2 separate regions of the Hordeum vulgare genome follow, and region 2 is linked to region 1. A link is a contact called in public Hi-C data. All regions are on one chromosome and are shown on one strand. The core of a region is the stretch at or near the end of the contact, and the rest is flanking DNA. Distances in the headings are between cores, read along the strand shown.

Evidence for each region. A called contact is a pair of places that touch in the nucleus more often than the background predicts.
Region 2: a contact with region 1 is called in a Hi-C map of leaf, with 4 times the contacts expected there. The contact joins the promoter of LOC123412809 here to the enhancer-like site in region 1. A contact is called at or near these places in 2 of 6 Hi-C or Micro-C datasets (both in leaf) and 1 of 1 datasets of contacts at active chromatin or transcription factors (embryo).

The regions. Positions count from the first base shown.
Region 1 is chr7H:339,532,422-339,537,247 of MorexV3_pseudomolecules_assembly, reverse strand. No RefSeq gene overlaps it. Among protein-coding and RNA genes, the nearest start is that of LOC123411325, 200 kb to the left of the region's middle. Within about 2 kb of position 2,652, at least 2 of the 3 cell types and tissues checked have open chromatin away from gene starts, as enhancers often do. A contact at or near this core is called in leaf, where this site is marked.
Region 2 is chr7H:339,996,959-340,002,101 of MorexV3_pseudomolecules_assembly, reverse strand. LOC123412809 (helicase-like transcription factor CHR28) reads right to left here and starts at 1,450. Exons shown (of 12, transcript XM_045105753.1): 1 at 1,166-1,450; 2 at 294-425; 3 at 1-216. The coding sequence starts at 300.

The sequences.
Region 1 (4,826 bases), core at 1,403-3,902:
GAATGTGGGTAAATCAATCCCCACAAATCCATTTTTTGGCAAGGACTCCTCATTTGGGTTGTTGAGCACTCCTCCAAAGTTTCAAGCCATTTGGACAAACTTTGCTATGTAGAGTTGCACCAACTTGATTCTAGACACATAGGGTTTGGGGATTATTTGGTGAACCACATCACCTTGGAATGAGGTGAAACTTGGCACGAACACCAAATATAGCTTGGGAAGCATGCTGGTATTTTCTGGGAATTTGTTGGAAATATTTCAAAAGGTCAAAATAGACATAATAAGTTTTCAAGGATTTGCTCAAATATTTTGAACATAAATAGGGGTTGAAAATCTTATGTATGGAAAATATATGTCCTATGGGTATCTCGAAATTTTCTGAGATTTTTCTAATGCAAAAAAGTAATTTTTCATACATAAGTATCATTTCGGGCCTAAGAAAAGGACATGCAAATAAAATAGGAATATATTATATAAAACAATTATTTCATGATTGTGGAGAGCAAAAATACAATATTTGGGTGAAGGCACTCCCTTGAAATCAGGGACTTGTAGTGCAAACCCAAAGCAAGGTTTTTGAAATAACCAAAATGGGAAAGGGATCTTTTTAGAAATATCGTGTTATAAAATATGGTTTTTGATCCACTCATGCAAGCATACATACAAACAATAGCATTCATGGCACTCATAGCACTTGCTTAAGAAGTTTTAATAAAATTATATTTTGAAAAGGCTAGTTGAAGTGAGGTAAAAACAGGGCTTGACATAAACCATATTCCCTTTCAGGAAGACTTGTGGCAGCACGAATGGGTTAAGGTGACACATTGACAAAACTTGATCTACGATCGACTCAGGAGGTTTAATTTATTCCCTGCATGATTAGCACAATCAAAGTGTTTTATCACTGCACACAGAGTCACTACCTATCATGCCCCATCATGCCTCGCTGACCACCCTTGTTCCACGAGATGTGAGCTCTAAAGTTGTATCTCCCCGAGACACCGACTCTCTTCGGATCCCATCCGGTAGGCATGCGCAGTAGACGGATGTGATTACTGTCCCATGCATCTCAATAATGCAATAAACGTACTTTCAATACTAAAGTCATATGCATGATTATCACATGAAATATCACCACTCAATTAACATAACCATAAAGTTTTCTTCATTAAGCAGCCCACACACAACCAAAATATATGAAGGTTCAGAATGTTTGTCTTCAGTATGTAGATAGGTGAGGTGCACATCAAAACTTTTGAAAGTTTAATCTTTCTTCAAATTCCTATTTAAGAAAAATGCTCAAATCAACATTCAATACAAACATCACTCAAAAGTTGTTTGAATTTTTAAAAATAAATATTTGTATAAACTAGATAAAATTTTAAAGAGGTGAGAAAAATAATCAACTCATTTGGAATTTTATTTTAAAAGATGTGGCCAGTCAAAGTCCACTCAAACTTTTGTTTTGAAAATATATAGATAAATAAAAACGCTTCGGAAAGGAATACGCGTTCAAACAGATAAAATGTACTATGGGCTTTACACATCCACTTAAGTGGACGGCGGCCCGGTCCTGTCGCTGACGAGGAGGGCCCACGGGCAGGTTTGACTTCAGGTAAGCCTGTCGTCTTCCTCGTGTGGCCGAAGGGAAGGCGGGGCTCCGGCGGTCCTTCCCGGTGGACGGCGGCCCGGTCCTGTCGCTGACGAGGAGGTCCCACGGGCAGGTTTGACTTCAGGTAAGCCTGTCGTCTTCCTCGTGTGGCCGAAGGGAAGGCGGGGCTCCGGCGGTCCTCCCCGGTGGACGGCACCTCCTAGGGTTCTTCCGAGGGCAGGAATGGATCCACCTCTTCGGTTTGGTCCTCCAAGTAGTCGCCATGACCAGAGGGGTTGACGAAATGGCCGACGGCGAGCTCCGAGGCTGCGACGGCTTCGGGTCAGATCGGGGGTTTGGCTAGGTTGCTCCAGGTCGAGGCTGAGAGGTGGGGTAGCTCCATAGGGTCGGGGAAGAGCGGATGGTGGTGCTGGAGAGGCGAGAAGGGCCTGCCTTGGGCGAATTTGATCGGGGCTGCGGCATCCAAAGCTTGCCGGAGATGAAGAGGATGACCTCTCGGTCTCAATTGGCCACGATGGGAGCTCGAGGGGGTTTCGAAGAGGCTCTCTGTGTTCTGGGGGAGCTCGGGGGTCCCTAAATACGCGGCGAGATCGGTTGTGCGGGAGCAATGGATAAGTTCGGCAAACTGTTGCATTGGCGATGTGGCGGTCTGCTGGCAGAGACCGCGAGCTAGCAGATGAGCAAGGGAGCCGTACCGGGGCTAGTTGGCACGCTGGGGGGCTCGAGGGGTGCTGTATCGCCGGGGCAGCCGCTGCTGGCATCGACGGCCATCACGGTTGTAGAGGCTCACACGAGCAACGAGAGGGCTAACCGGTGCTTCTGCTGATGTCCGCACTAGCAGACCGGGTCCTCCACTGATCCTGGGGCAAGCTGGCACGCTGCTGCAGCTTAGGTGATGCTGCCATGGCAGAGACCTGCTACTGACGATGACAAACCGCTAAGGCGCATGTACGGTGGCGCTGCAGAGCTCTAGGGGTTGGTCGCGTGGCAGTAGCAAGCTAGAGGGCTCTGGTTGTAGCTCCTCGGGCCAGTAAAGGCCACGCAGGCGGGGTTATGTGGGATGCGGCGGTCCGGATGCACACACTGCAGAAGTTGTGCTCTGGAGCACGCTCTGGACACGCCCCAGAGGTGCTCGACGAAATGCCTAGCCATTACAGAGGTCTCCAATCTTGGTGAAACATGAGAGGTTGGCTAGGGTTTTTAGTAGGGCTCTAGTTGACTTAAAGGTTTGGTAATTGGGGCAACTTCATAATACAAATTAAAGAGCATGTCAAATCAGGTGAGGGATACAAGGTGTTTGTTATAATGCCAGTGGCATCTAGAAAGGTTTTATGGCCACTAAATTTTCCAGTCCAAGGTCTCTTTGGATGCTAATAATGGTGGCAAGGTTAGTTTTTGAAAATCATAAACTTGTTAGTGCAATAATTTGAGAAAAACACTTCTGGGCACCATCTTAGGGAGGTTAAAACAGGGGATTAATAAATCCAAAAGTGGTTGACCTCTTGGATTTAAATGTTTGGTAGGGTCCTCTATGAGCAGTAAATTTTTCACAAGCTTTGGGGGTAGAAAAAAGAGGGCTACAGTTCAAACTACAAAAATAGTCCTGAACAGAAAGTAGGATGTGGTGCTGAATGTTTTCAAAAGACCAAATTGGACTTTTGCATAAAACTCATTTATATGAACTCCTTGACCATTCCAAATTTTATTAGAATTTTTGAAGAAGTATAGGTATGGGTTGTAGTACAAAACAACAAATTGGGCCAGAATCGAAAAGACGATAATGAGCTCAATTTTTACAAAACACTTGGCTAGGTTTTCGCATAAAATTGACCCACGTGCATCATAGGTCATCCACAATTTTTTGTGAAATTTTCAAAAGAAGTTACCAAATGGTTGCAGCTCAAATCACGTCTTTAAAGTATTAAGAAGCCAATTTTGAATAAATAAAAATTAAAAGAAAATATTTATAAAAAAGGCCTTCATTGGGTTTGGGAGTGAAGGGAATAATATTTGAGGCAAACACTCTGGTCAAATAATATATTTCAAAAACTCCTACTTGGGAAAGAGAGTTTCTTACAAACTCAAGTAAAGAAAGGATCTGAATACAGTAGAAAACCCAAAATTAAAAATTTAGATAACCATGGACAAATTTTAATAATTAAAAGTCATGGCTAAAATTTTAGGGTGTTACAATCACCAGCCCAAGGAGGATCTACAGTATCCCGGGGATCACGCACACTGTAGAGTGACGACTACATTATAGGCACGGAAATTGGGGTGTCACCCCACTACTTCCACTACCCGCGTCTCTGCGAAACCGCCGCCCCCACACGCGCTCCTTCTATTCAGAAATCGCGGAAAATTCGTCCTACCTCATGTCTCGAATGGATCTGTATGCATGGCGCATGATGAGGTGAGCCGAATGATATTTTCTCTCGTCCCCCTGCGGGACCCCGATCATTCGGGAAATCAATGAAGATGACCCGATCGTCTTTCCTTCAACGCAGGTGCTGATCCGTTCCCGCTCGCCGAGTGAGCACGCGGAGTTCCGAACTCTTGTACGCCCAACTTATGGAACCTATCTTCTCGAAAGATAATCCACCACCACCGACTGCACATGTACCCGTATTACTGGACAGTCGAAATTTGTCACTGTTGAATCCGTGGAGGTTTGCGGAAAGTCTGAATGACCCATCTCCGAGCTACAGCCTAAGAATCTCCAAGACACCAAAGACATCGAAGGGAGTCATTCACTCGGTCTACAAAACCTCAACCGATTCGGGGGCTACTGATGGGGTTGTACATTAGGGGTAGGCCTACTGACCTGCTTCCATAGACCCACCTAGGACCCCTTAGGGACATCGATGTCCTTAAAGTCACCATTGAAGACTCGACCTCATTCGGTTCATCAACCGCCACTCAGCCTACTCAGAGTCACTCGGACCACCTTGTGTCGGTCGGACACATCCTGTCACTCGGACCTCAGCAAGGTGGTCGCACCAAAGAGGCAGCAATGGCTAAGGACTTAATCCACCACATGAAGTGCCATGAAGACTCACGTTACGAGTAACACCAAGGGTTAAAGTTGTCATTTCTAGTAACTTCCCTCTTTATTAGCATTAATTACCTTGTACTGAAGCTCGGACGATCGTGGCAGCTACTATATAAGCAACTCCCGGGCTCGAGATCAAGGGTTCAACACTTATAATCTTTG
Region 2 (5,143 bases), core at 201-2,700, 470 kb before region 1:
TATCATTTATATTAGATCTGGAAGAAGAGGGAGTGTTCCTCAACAAATCTTCATCCTGAAAGACGACTGATTGCCCTCCGCCATTCTCGCCAGATGTGACATTTGTAGAAGTTGGATCGTCAGAGTCAGAATCAAAATCATCACCACTGTCCGATATCAAGTCAATGACATTAGCATTATCATTATTCATACTGCCAGCAAGCATGTGCACCGCGTCTGTGTTTTCAGGACGCAATTGTGATTAGCATTCAAACCATGCATGCATGAACAAGGTCAGATCACAGAGTGTTAACCTATCATTCAGCCTCCAGACTGAAAGCAAACACACTTTGAAATTTATGCAGATGATTGGCAAGCTAGACAGATAAAGCACACCACACGGCTCCTGGTAGCACTAGCAGTTACTCGAGTTATCCGCAATTGGCCTGCAAGCGGATCACATAAAATTGCAGCTGAGTAGATATCAAGTTATGGTGCACAGAACAGGAATAACAGCATGAAAATATTGAGGAATAGTTTTGTGAAAACCCCTCCTAAAAATCATATGCATGCTTAATCGTCCTGCGAGTGGTCAAATGGAATTCTTCAGCATTATTATCTAACTCACAGGAAGAAAACGATTGAAGCTTGTGATTTAGTTTTTGATGCAGCAAGTCAGGGAAAAGGTTTATGTTGGTACCAAAAAAAAAGAGCAACAGATTTAGTAGCATATAAAAAGGTATCAAATTTATTTTTATAATTTAGAAAAAAATGTGGCAACACATCAATTGGAAATTATAGTAACCTAAGCTCGGAATACCGAGTTCACTGGAGAGACTTTCCAGATCAGTTCAGCTCTAAAAATGGACCAATCAGACCCTATGCGCACGCTAATGATAGATGAGGGTTAGGTCTACACTGAGGACTGGACTGGATTGAAGATGTCATTTCAATACCAGAAAGCAGAAAGGACTTTGCACGAACGCGCTACCGGGCCAAATTCTGCGTTAGGGAAACCATGCTTGACGGGATCAACCAATACCCCGATCCGAGACCGCCAAGATGGCCCGGCCCGGAAAACCCCATCCGGGGACAAACGAACAGCAACCTCGAGTTCACCCGAACAAAAAGCAACCCCGAGGCGGGGAGAAAGCCACTGCACGGAACCCCTAGCAGCAACACGCACCTCTCCGGAACAGGCGAAATCCGCGAGATCAGCCCTCGCGGCGCTCTACTCGGCGGCGGAGGAGGAACAGACCGGTCGGCAGCGGGATCGGGTCTGGGCTGGGGAGGTTGCAGTTCGGGTTTTTTTTGTGGGGGGTGGGAGGTGGGGGTGACAGCACGGAGCGGAGGTGTTCCTCCTGTGAATCCTATTTCCCCTCCATCTCCATCTTTTGTTTGGTTCCCTCCGCATCCGTATATTGTACTATAAAAAGCACAAGAGAGCAGATCAACTCATCAAGTAACGATACATGAGGGTCATAGTGACCTTCCCAGCAGCCCCCAGGCGCTCACACACATGCAAACTAGGTTGATGGAAGCAACAATTCATGAGAAACTAGATAGTCAACATAGCCTGACAGGCATAGCACCGCAGCTCAAAGTGGCCGACGTGCGAGCTCCTCCAGGACTGCCTGCAACTCCAAATCGAGCACGCGCAAGTGCGATGGCGACAAAAGCCTCGCAATCTCCGCCAGCTTTGCGACATTCTCAGAGGGCATTGGCGCACGGAAGAACTGCAGATAGGCCAGCAGAGTGTCATCCGTGAATTCCTCCGGACGCTTGATGAAGCCAAGCCTAACGCTGATATCTGCATGGGATCTTCGAGACGATGATAGCGAGGAGCGCAGGCGCTGCAGACGTGGACTCTGTCGGGATGCTTTGGCAGCTCCCAGGGGTCTTTCCTTAAATCTCCTTGATGAAGAGGCTGAACCGGCTGGTGGAGCTCCTAGGATGGAGGATGATAGGATGGCCACAATCTTGCCAATGGATCGTTGTTGTTCATCAATATGTAGCCCCTGAACCTTCTCCGTGATCGCCGAGATCAAGCCTCGGCCAGACAAATTTGCCTCGGCCAGTGCCTTCCTAGCAAGCAGCTCCTCCACGGACTGCCATACTTGCTCTCGGTGCTCTTCCCCTCCATCCATCCAGTGCACCGGATTTGGTAGTGGACTATAGATGTTCCTGGACACATCTGGCTCAAAAGCCACCTCTGGGATAGCAGTCCAGCTCACATCCATCAAAGGCATGGTGACCTGGGCACCAGCCCAGCTAGTCAGGCAGTAAGGTTCCGCCGATAATGCAGTAGGATCCCAAAAAGACAACCTCTGAGGCGATCTTGGAGGCTGAAACTCCCAACCTGGTGGAGCGCACTGGTCTAGGGTCGGAGGAAGCGGAGGCAGATCATGGTTGCAAACGTTGGTGGCTATGCAGGAAATCCTACCTGCATCTGAGACCAGGTACCCATCGGCAAAGTTGGTCCAGGAGTCACAGACTTGGTGCCCTTTCTTAGAGACTACGGACAGGAGGTCCGAGGGGCCCGAGCTCCATCCGAAGAAAGAGCCAGCCAAATCATGGCATGCCAATGAATTACCTGCCGAATCCCAAGCCTCCTGGCAGCGGCCGGGCTCCAAAGGGGAGACAGGGCAGTCACGGGGTTGCATACTAGCATACAGCTCGGCCGAGCTAATGGCATCGCTGAGCTCCGGGGTCTCCAAAACAGCCTTCTGCAAGTTAGACATGGAGTGCGGCTCCTCAGGCTGAGGCGCGGCTAAGCTCTGGGCGTCGCTGACCCCATCCTCTGATCTCTGCTTATCCTGTTGCTCCCTTGACCCATGAGATACATCTTCCTGAGACGGTTTCAGCTTATCATTGAGCGCCACCTTAGCGCGAGTAAGCAACGAGGGTGCTGAGCCAGCCCTATCAGCCCTACATGCCGTAGTAATCGCAGTTGGCGCGGTGCTCGCAGCCTCCCCGTGACGCCGACGTTGCCGTGGCGCTGGGTTGTAAGAGGTCGTGTCACGGCAGACTTTGTCTTGTAGTTTATGGATTATTTAATGAGTAACAATCTTTCCATAGCTAGCTGGAACGCCCGCGGCTTGAATAACCGAGCGCGTCGGGCTGCTGTTCGCGCCTTGCTAGCACAACTTTCATGCTCAATAATCTACCTGCAGGAATCCAAGCTACAAGTCGTTGGAAGAGCAGATATAAATGAAATCATTGGACCGACCTTCGACTGCCACGCAGCTCTTAACGCTGATGGCACACGCGGTGATGTCCTGCTTTGTTGGAATTCTTCTATCTTCATGGCTTCAGCGATCATAACCAGAACATTCTCCATTATAGCGACATTCACCCCAATTGGAGCTAACTGTCCATGGTCGTTGTCTGCTGTCTACGGGCCACACGACTATGGGCGGAAGCAGAAGTTCCTGAATGAGCTAGCGGATATCCACGGTTGCATGTCTGGGCCTTGGATTGTCATCGAAGACTTCAATATGATCGTAGATCCGACAGACAAAAACAACGATCGCGTATGTCGATGCTGGATGAACAAGTTCCGTCGCTATCTCAATAGGTCTAGCCTTCATGAAGTGTCGCTGATTGGTAGAAAGTACACATGGAGCAATGAGCAAGTTTCCCCTACCCTTGTGCGCCTTGATCGGGCGTTCTCCAACATGGACTGGGAACTTATGTTCCCGGCGGCCAAGCTACTGCCTCAAGCCTCATCTATCTCGGATCACTGCCCTCTGCTCCTGCGCAATTATGTGATCATGAAAACGAACAAGCGTTTTAGATACGAATCATACTAGGAGCTCATCGATGGTTTCATGGAGCGGGTAAACCAATTCTGGATGGCGCCGGTGCGCACTAGATGTTCGCTGACAACGCTGAATATGAAACTTTGGCGGCTGAGTAGAGAACTTCAAAAGTGGAGCAAATCCAAGGTGGGTGACATCAAGCAGCAAATGTCTCTTGTTAATGAGATGACACTGCAGCTTGACGCCGCTCAAGATCACAGGAGCCTCTTGGCTGAGGAGAGTGACCTGCGATCAAAGCTGAAAGCGAGATCTTTGGGGCTGGCTGTGCTGTTTAAAGTTAAGCTACGTCAGCGAAGTAGGGTACTCTGGTTGAGGGCTAGGGATGCCAACACGTGATTTTTTCAAAGGAAAGCTAACGCTAGGCACAATCGCAGCACGATTCATGTGTTACATGGCCCAGATGGGATGGTTTCTAACAATGCGGAGATGACGGAGCTAGCCCGAAACCACTTTGTCAACATTTTCGGCCAGACTTCCAGCACAGCAGCCGCTTTTAACTGGAATGAGCTCGACCTAAATTGGGTCGATCTGTCAAATATTGATGGTGAATTCACCCTTTAGGAGATCAAACTAGACATTGATGAAATGCCTTCGGACAAGGCGTCGGGGCCTGACGGGTTCTCTGGGGGCTTCTATAAACGCTGCTAGGAAACTGTCAAGCTAGATGTGCTTGCAGCCCTAAATCAACTGCATCGGATGGACAACAGGGGGGTGGCCCAAGTCAATAGAGTGCTCATTGTGCTCATCCCAAAAAAGCAAGGCGCAGACAGCCTATCTGACTTCCGTTCAATCTCCCTAGTGCATAGGATTATAAAAAATTTCACTAAACTACTAGCGAGGCGCTTGACCCCAAAACTTGCTGGCTTGATCGATCACTGCCAGAGTGCTTTCATCAAGAGCCACAACATCCAGGAGAACTATGTCTATGTGCAGAACACGGCCAGATATTTGCACAAATCAAAGAAGCCGTCTATTCTGTTGAAGCTTGATATTGCGAAGGCCTTTGACTCCGTCTCTTGGGATTACATTCTGGACATGCTTCGGGCGCGTGGTTTCAGCCAGCGTTGGCGCGACTGGACCGCAATGCTTTTGAGCTCCTCTTCTTCACGGGTGCTCATTAACGGCCAACAGTCGGAGAGCGTAATTCACAGGAAAGGTCTGAGGCAAGGGGACCCAATTTCCCCTTTCCTCTTTATCCTTGCTATGGACCCTCTACAACGCATGATGAGCCTGGCAACGGGAGAGGGGGTCCTCTCGAGGCTCCCTGGGAGAAGGAGGCTCATGCGTTGCTCCTTCTACGCAGACGATGTTGTAATGTTCATCAACCCTCTTGAGCGTGATGC